2 separate regions of the Gossypium hirsutum genome follow, and region 2 is linked to region 1. Evidence: chromatin contacts called from public Hi-C data. All regions are on one chromosome and are shown on one strand. The core of a region is the stretch at or near the end of the contact, and the rest is flanking DNA. Distances in the headings are between cores, read along the strand shown. Region 1 has its middle 38 kb from the start of LOC107947587. Region 2 holds the start of LOC107946305 (non-specific lipid-transfer protein 4).

Region 1 (7,267 bases), core at 2,692-5,191:
TGTCCAAATGGTACGGTAAATGCTGTTTTATATCTTTCTTCTTCTTTTATTTGGATATTGAAATAATATTATTTTTGGAATAATTAATCTGAAATCAAATTCTTTGGTAGAGTCCCAATAAGAGTGTAATTCTTCCACTGCTCAACCACCGACAACCAACTGCCGCTGGCCACCAGGACGCCGCTGTCGCAGCCACCAGCACCACCATGTCCGGTGTTGCACCTTACAGCACTCCGAGCCAGTTCAACTACTGCCAGTTCGGTCTGAGCCAATGACGACTCGACCGGTCCGGTCTAGCTAGTAGTTGGACCGCCAACTCAATTTCACATATCGGACCTGATTCGACCTTTTTGGGTCTTGATTTCGATTTTGGGCTCCCGGGCCAATTTATGATCTCAAGTCCAATTTTTAAGTTCAATTACCCATTAGGCCAATTGTCTGACTTGAAAATTAACTTCCAAAAATATCATATTAATTTTAATTGGTTTGATTAATTTGATTTTACTTGATCAAAATTAATTTTTCCAAAAATCGCTTAGATTTTCCAAATTAATTTTTAAATAAATTTCTTTAATCAAATTCTCTAGTTGAACAATTCTCACGACCACCTAATTCAATTCAACATTGAATAAATCGACTCAATTAAATTATTCCCAAAGTCGTAGAATTTTCTTCTGATTCAAATGCAATCCGATCGAGTTTTTGCTGAGCTAGCGAAGGGACCAACTAGACATATACAATTAGACTCTAGTGATTGCAATTAAGTCCAGAAGCATTGTTTCGATAATTCGCAATTACTTAATTATGGAGTCAGTCCACAAGAAGTACCATGATTAAAAACTCCTTATTGTATACTCTTTACAATAACAATTCATCCAATTGCTTTGACCAATAACCTCGTCATGTGTGTTACCCTCATATGATATCCTTGATTCCTTTGAGTTAAATCCATTCACTCAATACAATCCAATTTTATCTTATTGTCACCATTGTGTCTTCTTAATGATTTATATGATCACTGCCAACAAATGAATATGATAAATCGCTCATTCAAGAACAAGCAATCGTGGCCACGTTCCATATTTATCAATCCACACAATGTCAATGAGAGGATATCATTAACTCTTTAATTGAGCTATGAATTCCACTGTTGCTAGTACAGTCATGTCATACACAAGTCATATACCCAACATACCGACTATGATCTCGATCATCTTTAAAGCATAAGCCTTCACTTATATCAAAGCACATGAGTTGCATACGCATGGTCAGTAACTAACTCAAGATTTAGGTAAATCACATCATGAATGTACAAGTGAATTAATTCACAAACGGGATCAGGATTAATTCATCTTGGGTCTAGTCCAATATATCATTCTACCAATGAATACATCTATGTCTCTACTCATGGAGTCAACTGCTCCGATAGCCAAGACTAGCCATCTCCCCATTTGGAACTGTAGACGATATAATAATCCTTCGCAATATTTCAATAAAACGCTCACTTTGATTCTTTTACGGGATTAGCTACTGAAGTAAATTGTCTAAATATTTAGTATATGTTTACAAAATAAACTATAGATTTTGTATTACAAATCCAAAATGAATCGTAATTACAATTTCATAACTACACGTAAGTCTTATTATACAACTAATCATACATAAAATTGACACTACTTCAATAAACAAGCAACAAAATTATTGTGCATCATAATTACGTTGAAATCATTCCAATTTACAATATATACAATATTAAGTTAAAAAACATTTCCAGTTTATAAATTCGTAAATCAACAACATACAAACAATATAATACAGAATGTTGGAACCTACATTCCATACTTAAGAAAAATAGGGTGTGTAAGTGGTGATTTAATATAGATAGTGAAAGTGGGCATTTCGGATGATATTATGATAAGTAACAGAAAAATAAAACATACGATAATTATTTATGTAGTTCGATTTCTTTATTTCTGTAGAGCCTAATATAATGAGATAAATGTACTATTTTTTAACTCAATACAACATGTGAATATTTTCAATATTAAAACTTTAATCAGAAAAAAGAAGAAGTAATATTTTCAAAATTAAAACCAAATTGGACCTTCTTTTATGGAAGCTTGAACTATGAAAAGAGCATCCAAGGCAAAAGCCCATTAAGCGCCGTAAAACCACACCCTTTAAATTTCTCCAAATTGGAGTAAACATGCAATCAATTGATGTAATATGAATTTAGGTCTGAATCTCCAAACATATAAACTTTATAACGAGGGATACATATCATAGTAGTTTTAATGATTCAATTATTGAATTTATTGATATAATTGTAATTGTCAGTAAACTTTCGAACTAATTTGATATATATATCATATCGATCTAAAATACTCTATATGTTAATATATATTCAACGATTAATTTTTTTTACATAAAACAAATAGTTAGAAGTTTTAAATTTATATTAAATTGGATATGCATGATCTACATGAATAGATCGTAAAATATAACAGTGGAATCATTAAAATATTAATTATATAAATAGTTATGTGCCAATGGTCCTTTGGTGGTTCTTATGGACAATCTGTATCAAGTGGCTGAAAACGGATATCCCTCATTTGGGTGGCATGAGGTATGCAAATGATGAGAGGTATGCGGGTGGCAGGTTATTGACCAACCGGGTGATCACTACAAATGGTACAAAATAGAAGACCATTCATAGATGCCTTCTAAATTGCTTCTCATATTGCCATGTGTCTAAATTAAGGTAAAAATATAATAAATAAATAAAAAAGGATGATAACTAAAAATTTCAATTTATTAATCTTAAAACTTTCGCTAACTAATTTGCAAGACGAAGACATGATTTAATACAACAGTTGAGGTTGCAGTTTGTGGATAAGGAAAGATATTGCAAAATAATGTGGAGACGCAAATCAGAATATTTATTAGATGCCATCCATGGATGAACTGAATTAAGTTTGGGCATATAATTTGATTGAGCAACTATACAAAAAAATATGAATATTGGAGATGTTTTGTTTTTCTTCTTATTTTTATTCCTTTGTCTTGTGGTCCTTTCCACATCCTTACTTGTTTTTAACGCTTATAACTTCTGATGGCATTTTGTTTAGCCTGATTAAGACAAATACTAATTTATGTTGCTGTTCAACATATGACTAATTTAAAAAATTATAGAGTTCAAATAACATATGACCTAAGTGTGTATGGAATTATATATTAAGTTATCAATCGAGTTAATGTCACAAATCAATTGAGCACCAACTTGTGACACAAATTCAATTAGGTAATGACTAAAATATCATTATTTTACAAAGTGAAATAAACTATTTTAGGGTGTTTTTGTCCTTTTACATCTTTTATATTAAAAAGTTAGAGAAATAAATTTTCCAATTAAAACTACATTTATTTTTATATTAATTTTTTATAAATATATTTGTTGCATAATTCCGCTCTCCACCCATATATATTTATAATTAAATAATTAATTTAAATTTTGGAGTCCTCATTGTTGGAAGAACTTTACCTGAATTCACTTCGAATTTTGTAATTAAATCTCATATTTATAGCTCTAGTTATTCAAACTTGAGCTCTAACCTCAGGTACAAATTCAAGGGCTAACCGAATAGATGGAGGTGGAATCAAAATCCATTTTAATTCCAATGAACTCCTTTGGGGAAGAAGATCCTTTTCCATCTCTTAGATTTGCCTTTTTAGTGTTAATTTCAATTTAAATTGCTTAATTAATTTCAAAACCCTACCAAACGATTTACCTAGTCCCAAGGCCGAAAGAAGAGGCCCCATCATAGGAGAACCCTTAAAACAGTGAGCTTTTACGTGACAATGACAAATATATATCATATACTCAGAAACCGTGGGAAATAAAGGGAAAGGAAGCTTCTTGGAAAGCTCAAATAAAGCCATTGATGTACTTAAATGTCAAACCAAGACAAGGTTTGGAACAATGATGACAATAGTTAGAAAAAGGTTGTGTTATGTATGTCCCATGCTTTCATGCACGCACCAGGAAGCATCCATCCACCACTGCCATGCAACTTTCCTCCTGCGTAAAGGAAACTACGTTCTCACACAAGAACAAATTGAATAATAAGCAAAATAATGTCAGATTTTATTTAGAAATTCTTCTCACTTGTTGTTTTGTGATAAAAGTAACTTAAAGAAAATTACATTTGAATCTTTACACACATGCTAAATTCAATTACCACAACTTAATACTTATTGTTAGTGCAACAAGTCGCTGATCTTAGCAACTGAGACTTGTTTTGCATCTTTTGACTTGTAATATACGACTATTTTTTTTCAATATTTTATGTAGTGTGAAATATTTAGTACATAATCCATTGAAAGATGTTATTGAAAAATATCTCGTTTGATTGAGGTGAAATTTCTATAAATATTAGATATATGTGTATCATATTAGCTTTATTCAAAAACATCAAAAAACATTTGACAACCGCAACTCAAATTCATACTACACTTGAGGCGGTGAACACTCTTAACCATCATACCATCACTAGTATACAACAAAAAATAGTGAGGGTTTTAAAAACAAATATAAATTTATTTGGTTAAAAATAAATATTAATTATAATTGTTAAACATAAATAAATACAAAAGCACCCAAAATCAAAAATGAAAATTCAAAATCCAAAATCTAAAACTTAAAGTAAAAAAAGAAGAAGTATAAATTATATTTAATTATGTTTAAATAAAGTTAATGTTAAGCCTTTCAATATTTTTTATTTTACACCATTAATGATGTGTTATCTTATAATTATTAAGTAACGGTGCATGAGACTTATTTACTAATAGCGTATCATATATTAATCCTTAATACATTAGATTTAGTAGTAAGAGTATTGTGTTGTATAGTACATAAACTTGGATTCTGTATCAATATATTACATTTATCACTTTAAACCAGTGACAACATTTCCAGAACATTAATTTCAATACAACATTTTCACTAGAACTGGAAACAAACCCATAATGTTCTTCAATGAAACATGTTTATGACCATTATATCAAAAGTCTAAAACCACCAAATCAAGGAGAGACAGAAAATTGAAGAAAGGGGAATAAGAAAAGGACCAGAACTTGAACAAGTGCAGCTTCCAAAAGAAACTTCATCCATTGCTAAACCTAGAAAAATCACTGATGGGTCCAATGGGCCTTTACTCGATTCCTTCATCTTACATTGATATATTCAAGGCCTAAAAACGATGAGCCACCTCCATGGCTCCCCTCTAAAATTCTAAGACGGGAATAACAATACCATTCGATTTTAATATATACATATTTATCTTAAAATTTCATTGCTTTGAATCGAATTTTTATTGAAAAATATCTTTTATGAAATTTTTTAAATTTATTTTTTTATTAATTTTAAAATAATTTAATTTAATTTATTTATTTAGTGTCAACAAGCACCATTAATGTGACAAATCGATATCCGACTCGATCGTCAGGTTTGAGTTACACAATGTCACATTTGTTGTCGGCGTAACTACAATCAAATTACGAGTAAATTTCACCATTAAATAATTAATTTCAATTAAAACGTGTAAGCCTTACTGTTGGGGATAAACCCGATTAAGTAACGAACAAGTAAAATAACAAAGAAATTGAAAAGATTGAATACAAATATTTTACGTGAAAAAATCCCTCCGAAGAGGATAAAAAACCACAAGTAAAGATAAATTCACTATAATGGCAAAAACGAAGAGTAGAAAGGTGGAGATAAAAACTAAACCCGAAAATAAGAACCCTCCAAACTTAAACACAAAATTCCTTAAAAGCTAATACCTAAATGTGTAATGGGTTAAATCTTTCTAGGGTAGAAAAGTATCTATTTATAGACTAAATTCGTAGGTCAAATAATATTAAAATAATCTGCACTAATCAGAGTTCGACTAAGACAAATAATCATAATTTAATTGGAAGAAGAAAATCGAGAAAATTGCATGCCACGTTTCCACGTCGCGATGTCCCCTGTCGTATTGTCGCGACATCGTTTCTACTTCTCCTCTGTTTTCGTCGTTATGATGTCACATGGCTTCTCATCACGACGTTGTTCTCTATTTGTACCTAAATTTGACTGAAATGCAAGACATACTCCACAAATCTCTACCTTGACTCATATTTCTATAATGTCTTCTTTTCCAAAGCTCGCCATGGGCCTATCTCAAACTATGTAGAATATTAACTAAGTCGAAGTTGTGCTTGAATTTTGAAGCTGGAAGACTTCTAGCCTTCGACTTATACATTGCAAAATCAAAACTGACACAGGTCTGATTTCCATGGACACAGTGCCCTATATTTTCAAAATTTGTACCCAAAAAAGAACCTCTCTTATATAAAAAGGTCATACATTTTTCCCTTCTATGATCAAATTGTCACCGCTTCAAACAAGTCCGACATGGTCTGACTAGCTTTCAAGTTTGTACTATGTTACTTTTCATTTAGTTTATATATATAATTTATAGCAAATAAAGAATTAAATATATTATACTAGAATATAAATATTAAAAATATAATAAGTAATACTTTAAAAATAAAAAAATATGAATGAGCCTAAATGAGTGTAGATTAACTATTTACAAATATGAACAAGTTTCAATAAAATTTGAAGTTCATATTTAGGTATAGGTTGGACTTTGTCAATTAATAATGTGCATAAACTTGACCAGAATTTAATCCGACTTGATGCATGAACAACTTAAATTGAAATAAAATTTCAACTAGTGAGTCTCGCTCTTTTTCAAAATTTATTTTTTGAATCGAATAATTTTTACTTAAGTTGGAATAGAAAAATTAAATCAATGAAAACAATGGTTAAAAACTTAACTATTAGATTAACTCAATATTTGGTACTTTTATTTTTCTATTCTATAAAAAAAGTGGTTATGAATTGAGTTATTTTATTTTTATTATAACTATTATTTATTAATAAAGAATTTAAAAATAAATTAAAATTTGAATGAAGGTTGTATTTTTTATAGAAGTAAAAAAAAAAAAAAAGGTGATGCGGGTAGAGAATTAAGGAAGTCACCACCGATTATTAAAATTATATAAAGAGCATCCATGACCGTCGGGGTTTTTACATTGGCATGAAGATGAAGAGCCTTCCTGAAAATGGGTCTGTCACCTCCTTGCCTTTCTATCATCAACATACTTTTGATAAATATAGGAGGCAAAAGCACAGAGAGCCAGCAATTACCTTCACACCATC
Region 2 (7,267 bases), core at 3,291-5,790, 58 kb after region 1:
TCTAGATACTACTCACAAAAAATCCAATTAATGGATTAACAACAGTTATTTGCGTCAAGATTGAAATTTCAAAATTCAAAAAGTATAAGGACTTGGAATGATCCAATTGGATAATATGGACTAAGCCTACAACTGTATGTATAGTACAAAACTAGTAATTGAATTTAACCAAATCGATTTAATTGCTACCGTCTAAGTTAGGACTAAAATTTCAAAATTTGAAAAATACAAGGACTAAAATTAACAAAATAAAAAAATTATAAGAACTAAATTGATCAAATTAAAGTATAATGATTAAAAATCCATAACTTTCACAAAGTGCGGGGACTACTTACAAGTTTACCTTGATTTAATTGAGTGGTATTTAATATAAAATTGAACATCACTTGCAATCTTTCATTATCCTATTGGCATAAATGTTTAGTATATAATTAAACATATGCCTAGATTACAAAGGTTGATATCTTATCACTTCAATTTTTCACAATAACTAAATGCTAATATTATTTAATTTAATAATTTAGGCTTAGTTTTTAACTGTTGTTGTAGTTGAAATGTGTTTTTGAAAAGAGTTGTGAGAAAATATTATGAAAAAGTGTGGTTTGTTAATTTCAAATGTTTTCCATTATTGTAAAAAATGATCGTGGAAAGTTAAAATTTTTGTTTTTAGACATGATGTTGGAAAGTAAAATTTTAGTTCAACCATTTAAATTAATATAATGATACATGAAATATAAATTTTAAATACCTTTTAAGTAATTAGTATAAATTATTTTTAAAATTAATGGTACACAAAATATTCTAAAATTTTAAGTATAATGATAAATGATATTTAAATAATTTAAGGGTAAACTACACCCAAGGTCACTAAACTATTAATAAGTTTACATTTTGGCCACTAAACTTCAAAAAGTTACAAAATGATCACTGAACTATTCAAAAGTGTTCATTTAAGTAACTAAACTATTTGAAAGCTTTTATTTAAGTCACTGAGTTGTTAAGGTTATTTTTAAAAAAAGTAAGACTAGTGAGCTCCAAGCGACGATTCGACGATTAGTACGACAGATTAGTACCCATTGACGAGTAGAAGAACATACCTTAGATCCAAGTTGATTTGATAGTCAGTGTTGGAGACTGAAGAAGAAAACTGTTTGGATTTTGATTTGTGAATCCGTAACCTTTGTTTTATGAAAAAAGAATTGAACTGTAGAAGAGAAAGGAGTGAGAGCTTTCAGTTGATGCAGGTTGATACATGCATGGATGGGGGTGAAATTTATTAAATTCCAATCACCAAAGCTGCCAATTTTCAGGCTTGAGAAATCAGCAAACTTGCGACGACTTTTTGGATGGGATCTTGGCATTTCTGGGTTGAGATGACTGCATGGAGTTTGAATATCTATCTCTTAGATCCGAAACGCATTTTGAATCACTCGATTTTGAGTTCAAGAACTCAAGTTATGACCGTTTAAGTGAAGACTGCACGAGCAGAATTTCTGAACGGGATTATGATGGGAATTACAAATTTCGGGCTTTTAATTCGAGTTTAAATCATATTGGGTTCAGATTTTAGGCTTAATTTTTATTACGAATTTTTTATAATTATAAAGTATTTTAAGTTATTTAGGAGTTTTATGTTAATAAGAAAGTTTAGTTTAAAACTATTTCTTGTTTAGATTAAATTAGAGTTCTAGTATACTTAAGAGTTTTATTTAGATTTATTATGTAAAAATTCATTTTGATTTTTATAATTATGTAAAATTCTTGACTCATTGTTGGAAATTCTTATGGATGACCATGCATATTAAAAGTAAGTTACAAGTTATTTTTTACTTGAACACTCATGTGCCTAATATTTCTTTGTCTAGTGTTGATGGTTTGTTTTTAAAGAAGAGATACTTGATCCATGCTGATTTGGGATATCAAAATCATATCTTTGATTCTGGAGATAGTTTTGGCGCACAAGAAAGCTTAGGTAAGTATTTTATTTATTTTATTTATTCTAATCCCTTTTCTTTCTATGCAGCTAAAGATTTGAGGACACATCTTTTTTAGGACGGGGGGAATGATGTGAGTCTCAAGTCACAATTTCAGACCCATGAATATGATAGGTTCACACTACCTGAAGGCCTAACAACAATGTCAAAGGTTAAGCAAATCAAATCAGGATTCGATCAAAAACAAGATTCGAGGACGAATCTTTTTCAGGAAAGGGAGAATGATACATGCACGGATGGGGTGAAATTTATTAAATTTCAATCACTAAAGCTGCCAAATTTCAGGCTTAGGAAATTAGCAGACTTGCGATGACTTTTTGGATGGGATCCTGACATTTTTGGGTTAAGATGTCTCATGGCGTTTGAAGATCTATCTTTTAGCTTCGAAACGCATTTTGAATCACTTGATTTTGAGTTCGAGAGCTCAAATTATGACCGTTTTAGTGAATGCTGCGCGAGTAGAATTTCTAAACAAGATTATGACGGGAATTACAAATTTCAGGCTTTTGATTCGAGTTTAAATCATATTGGGTTTGAATTTTAGGCTTAATTTTTATTATATATGAGCTCAATATTATATTTATTAGTTCTTATTATTATTTTATTATTTTATTTCAAATTTCTTATAATTATGAAGTATTTTAAGTTATTTAGGAGTTTTATGTTAACAAAAAAGTTTAGTTTAAAACTACTTCTTGTTTAGATTAAATTAGAGTTCTAGTATATTTAAGAGTTTTATTTAGATTTATTTAACTAGCTTATATATAGGCTTTTGCATTGTACACAATTCATACAATTCATTATTATTCAACTTCTTTTTTGAGTTTATAAATTCTCTTTGAGTTTTCTTTTCTTAAGAATTTCTCTTGAGGTTCTTTTAGAAGAGTTTTAACAATCTTTTTAGATTGTGGGGATCATCTTCAAACTTTTTCTTACCAAGTTTTCTATCTTGGAAGGGAAATTAAAGCCGCTTGAAGGGGGCCATGGATTCTTAGTGTTTCCAAGGCTTCTTAGGACTTCCACATGCCACGTTCTATCTTTCCATTTATCTTCTTTATTCACTTCCTTATTATTCTAAATTTTAATTTATTATTTTATTTTAGGTATTTATTTTAATTGTTTTGTCTGTTTTGGATTCAATTTCGTTTCAGGTTGTGTCAAAATCTAAGTTTCTTTCTAAACATCTAGAGCCCTAAGTCAAATTTGCGACTTTGACAAACTTTACGATCCGCTTCCACATTCATCCACATCATTCTTTATCACAGGTGGTGCAAATAGAAAATGTCATACAACAATGATTTTAACAACTCGATGATTTAGATGAAAACTTTAGAATAGTTCAGTGATCATTTTGTAACTCTTTAAAGTTGAATGATCAAGACGTAAACATACTAGTAGTTTAGTGGCTTTTGGTGTAGTTTATCCATAATTTAATACAATGATACATAAAATATAAAAAATCTAAAATTTTATATACATTTTAAATATTAGGATAAATAAGGGTATTTTGATAATTCCACTTCAAAATGCAAAAGTCAAAAGCCAAAAGTAAATTTTTTATACAAAACCTAGAGCTACTAATAATCCCTTCTCAACTTTTAAATAGAAGTATAAAGCGTATTTAAGTGCGCTTAAATCAACATCCTCTTACTCAATGATACTACTTAAACTAAAACTCAATTAGCAAAAACCAAAAACCAGAATCACTTAAATCTCAATTTTTGCGTTTAAGTAGAAAAACACTTTCAAATAGTACTTTTAACTAAAGCGAAATGTTGTTCATTCTTTTTAAGATTGAAAAGTTCTTTTGAAATGGGGCTTATTACAATTTATTAACCATAACTTAATCAATGAATTTAGTTATGGTCTGTTTGAAAATTTAGATTTCAATTATTTTGTAAATGGTAAGAATGTAATGAATAAATTTGTTGAGATTGAATCTAATAAATATTAAAAATATATATATGAATTTGTTAAATCAAAAAATATTTTAAGATTTTTAAATCATTATTTTAATAAATTCATAAATTTAAAAAATAATAATAAACATTATATTTTAGAATAATTTACCACTCAATTTATACTATTTTTAAAATTTAAATCCAAATTACTAAATATTAGCTCTGCTGCCCTGAAATATTCGTGAAGGTGAGATTGGATGTAATAAAGACTAGAAGGAAATTATTACCCTTGGCTCACTTGATCGATGGGCACCACTAACATATACAATAGTGGATCAAATTATTGAATGACGCCAAAGTCTCCATGTTCACACTAATTTTTCATGCCACCTACCCTAAGGCAATATAAAGAAGGGAAGAACATTCTTATAATGAACCAGAATCTATGAAAATTAGCAATCGATCGGCAATCCTTTTATATAGTGGAAGCATTTAAAATTGGTTAAAAAATAATTACATTTTGAATAAACTAAGGAGGAAAACGATGATGATGATGAATCCGCAAGATTGTCTTCCACAATCTACCACAACCAACCCACTAAAACCCAAATCCCACCACCCCACAGTCCTTTTTTTTAGTATTATATATGTTGCAACGTTGGTATGTATTAGGCATTCATTGTTTGAATTTTCTGCAAATTGGGTGTTGAAAAGTTTGTTTAGCAGAGATGGGTTTTAGCTTGAAAGCTTATTTCCTTGTTGCACTGGTTGTGTTTGATATAAGTTGCATGGTGTTCATTAAGGATGTTGAAGCAGCTGGGGAGTGTGGACAGACTCCAATTAGGTCTGCTGCGGTAAGTTTAAGCCCATGCTTAGGAGCGGCTGGGAACGCAAAGGCAAAAGTTCCGCCTGCTTGCTGCTCCAAGGTTGGTGCCTTACTTAAGGCTTCTCCGAGGTGCCTTTGTGCTATTTTATTATCACCATTGGCAAAGCAGGCTGGAATCAAGCCTGGGATTGCCATTGGCATTCCTAAAAGATGTAACATTAGGAACAGGCAAGCTGGAAAAAAATGTGGAAGTAAGTAGCCCTCCTCTTTTGGTCTTTTTAACTTTTATCTTTAATTTAGGTAAACAAGATCGAGACAAAGTTGAAAATATTGATATTTGAATTGCATTTGATTTTTACGTTATGAATCAATTTAACTAATTTTTGAGTTTTAAATAAATTTATAATGCATTTGGGGTAAAGAGAGATGATGGGGATCTTTGTGACTTTGTGGTGGGATTCCGAGCTTAAGCCTCTAAGGTATTTGCATAAGCCTTCTAATCCCTCTAAAGCAAAACTCCGTAGACTAAAATCTACTTCTCATCTGCCCAAAAGTCCTTTTAAGAAGCTGTCATTTTGCTCTAAAATGAAATGCGTTCTCCTTTACTTTTTAATGAAAAGTGCTTTTTTAACTAAAAGCTCATCTCAGCCGGGTTGAAGAACGGACCCTAAAATGAGTGGGCTTGACACCATTACCCATACCCACTGACACTGATTAACGTCTTATTTATATTGGTGAATGTACCTAAGAGGTCCTTCTATAATAGGGACTTGATCAAAATAGTCTTTCTACTATTAAATAGATCAATTTAATCCATGTACTATTAAAAGAAAATCAAATAAGGCCAAATTGGAATAGAGCTAACATTTCCTGATTGAAAAATATCACTTACTGTTTGACAGAGTTAATGTTTATAAAATTTTTAAGGTTATGTAAATATTTTTTTGTATAAATTGATCTGCAATTGAAAGATAATATTCAAGATATTTTTTATACAGTAATGTTAATTGTGTTGTAATTTGGACTTATTTAATTCTTTTTAACATTATAAGGACTAAATTTATTCATTTAATAATAGAGGGACTAATTTAATCTAATTCCTATATTATAGAGACCTCCCTAGTTCATTAAGCTATTTATATCTATACTTTTTAAAAAAAATTATATAAAATCTAAAAGAATTTACACATGTGGTTAGATGGAGATCTCTAAAACTTCAACTTTGTCATTTCAATTAAGTCTCATTTCTTACATAATACTTTTATAAATATAGATTTTACATAACTGTGACATAATCTAGTATTAAGAAAAATGAATAAAAAACCCTCAAACTTTATAATTTTATTAAAGTTTGTACACTTTTATTAGACTCGTATAATAATGTTATTTACTATTGCACCCAATAATTGTTGGGGAACAAACGGTCTGGATCCTAGACATAAACAGAAAAATGGACATGAAGGATGCCCAAAATAATTTGATGCGTATTTAAACTAAACCTTACTCTAAATAAATATTTTATTTAATATAATAGCTTATATGGGCTTATTTAAGAAAAGTAATAAAGGTCAGAGGCCATTATAACAATTCAACCGAAAGAAAAATGTAACTAATGCATTATTAATATCAATTAAACTCTGAAATAAACTAAGCCTTAATAGATGTTTAAGAAATGAAAAAAATTAAATCAAGCTTTCTTCCTCAGTTGTTTTACTCGATGAGCTACCAAGGAAACTGAATCTTAAGGCTAACAAATACAGTTTTTGTGGGATTTTGCAGGCTACACAGTCCCATGAGACAAACTAATACCTTATACAAGAAGAGAAGAGAGAGCTAATAAATAAACAAGTGCAGCATTGCATTTGCATGGTCATTGCTGATTCATCCTTCCAAAGCAATTGTTTATGTCTTTTTTAATGTAATCTTCAGCAGCTAAGTTACATTATCATCTTAATTGAGCAAATGCTATTTTTATGCTCACTTTCCATTATGTTAGTATTATTTCAAAAATAATTTCTCTTTCTCTCTCACTACCGATTTGTATTTGATATCTATTAATGTTCCTGACTTAGACAAAACTGTCCAAAGCCCAAGCTATTTATCTGACTCAAAAAGTTTGACCCATCTCAACCAGGCCTTACACAAATTCTTTTACAATTCAAAGCTAATTTATCTAAAAACGCTGAAAAAAAATCAATTCAGAAATTAGTCCTTTTTTTTTTCTTGTTGAAAATTTATCGATTTATGTTGTTTTTTAAGGAAAAAAAAATGCGTCCTACAATGCGCGATTAAAATAACCAAGTGTTATATACCGGCTAATGTTTTTATTTGAATTGAAGTCCCAATAGGACAACTTGTTAAAGTAAATGAAAGTAATGCATGCTTGAAGCATGATATAGTGTGGAGGTGGGTGCTCTTGAAGAGACTTGAGACATAACTTATTATAAAACTCAAGAAAAAATTCAAGTACCTGGAACTGAACATGATGAAAATAAAGAGATCTAAATAAGTTACGTCAATACAAGAAAATATGGAATCGAAATGAA

Evidence for each region. Hi-C and Micro-C count contacts between places; a contact is called where the count stands out from the background.
Region 2: a contact with region 1 is called in a Hi-C map of leaf, with 2.1 times the contacts expected there. The contact joins the promoter of LOC107946305 here to the enhancer-like site in region 1. A contact is called at or near these places in 9 of 34 Hi-C or Micro-C datasets (callus, hypocotyl, leaf and 1 more).

The regions. Positions count from the first base shown.
Region 1 is chrD12:49,046,175-49,053,441 of Gossypium_hirsutum_v2.1, forward strand. No RefSeq gene overlaps it. Among protein-coding and RNA genes, the nearest start is that of LOC107947587, 38 kb to the right of the region's middle. Within about 2 kb of position 3,942, at least 3 of the 9 cell types and tissues checked have an H3K27ac peak or open chromatin away from gene starts, as enhancers often do. A contact at or near this core is called in hypocotyl and leaf, where this site is marked.
Region 2 is chrD12:49,103,420-49,110,686 of Gossypium_hirsutum_v2.1, forward strand. LOC107946305 (non-specific lipid-transfer protein 4) reads left to right here and starts at 4,541. Exons shown (of 2, transcript XM_016880567.2): 1 at 4,541-4,972; 2 at 6,501-6,751. The coding sequence starts at 4,624. The coding sequence ends at 6,517.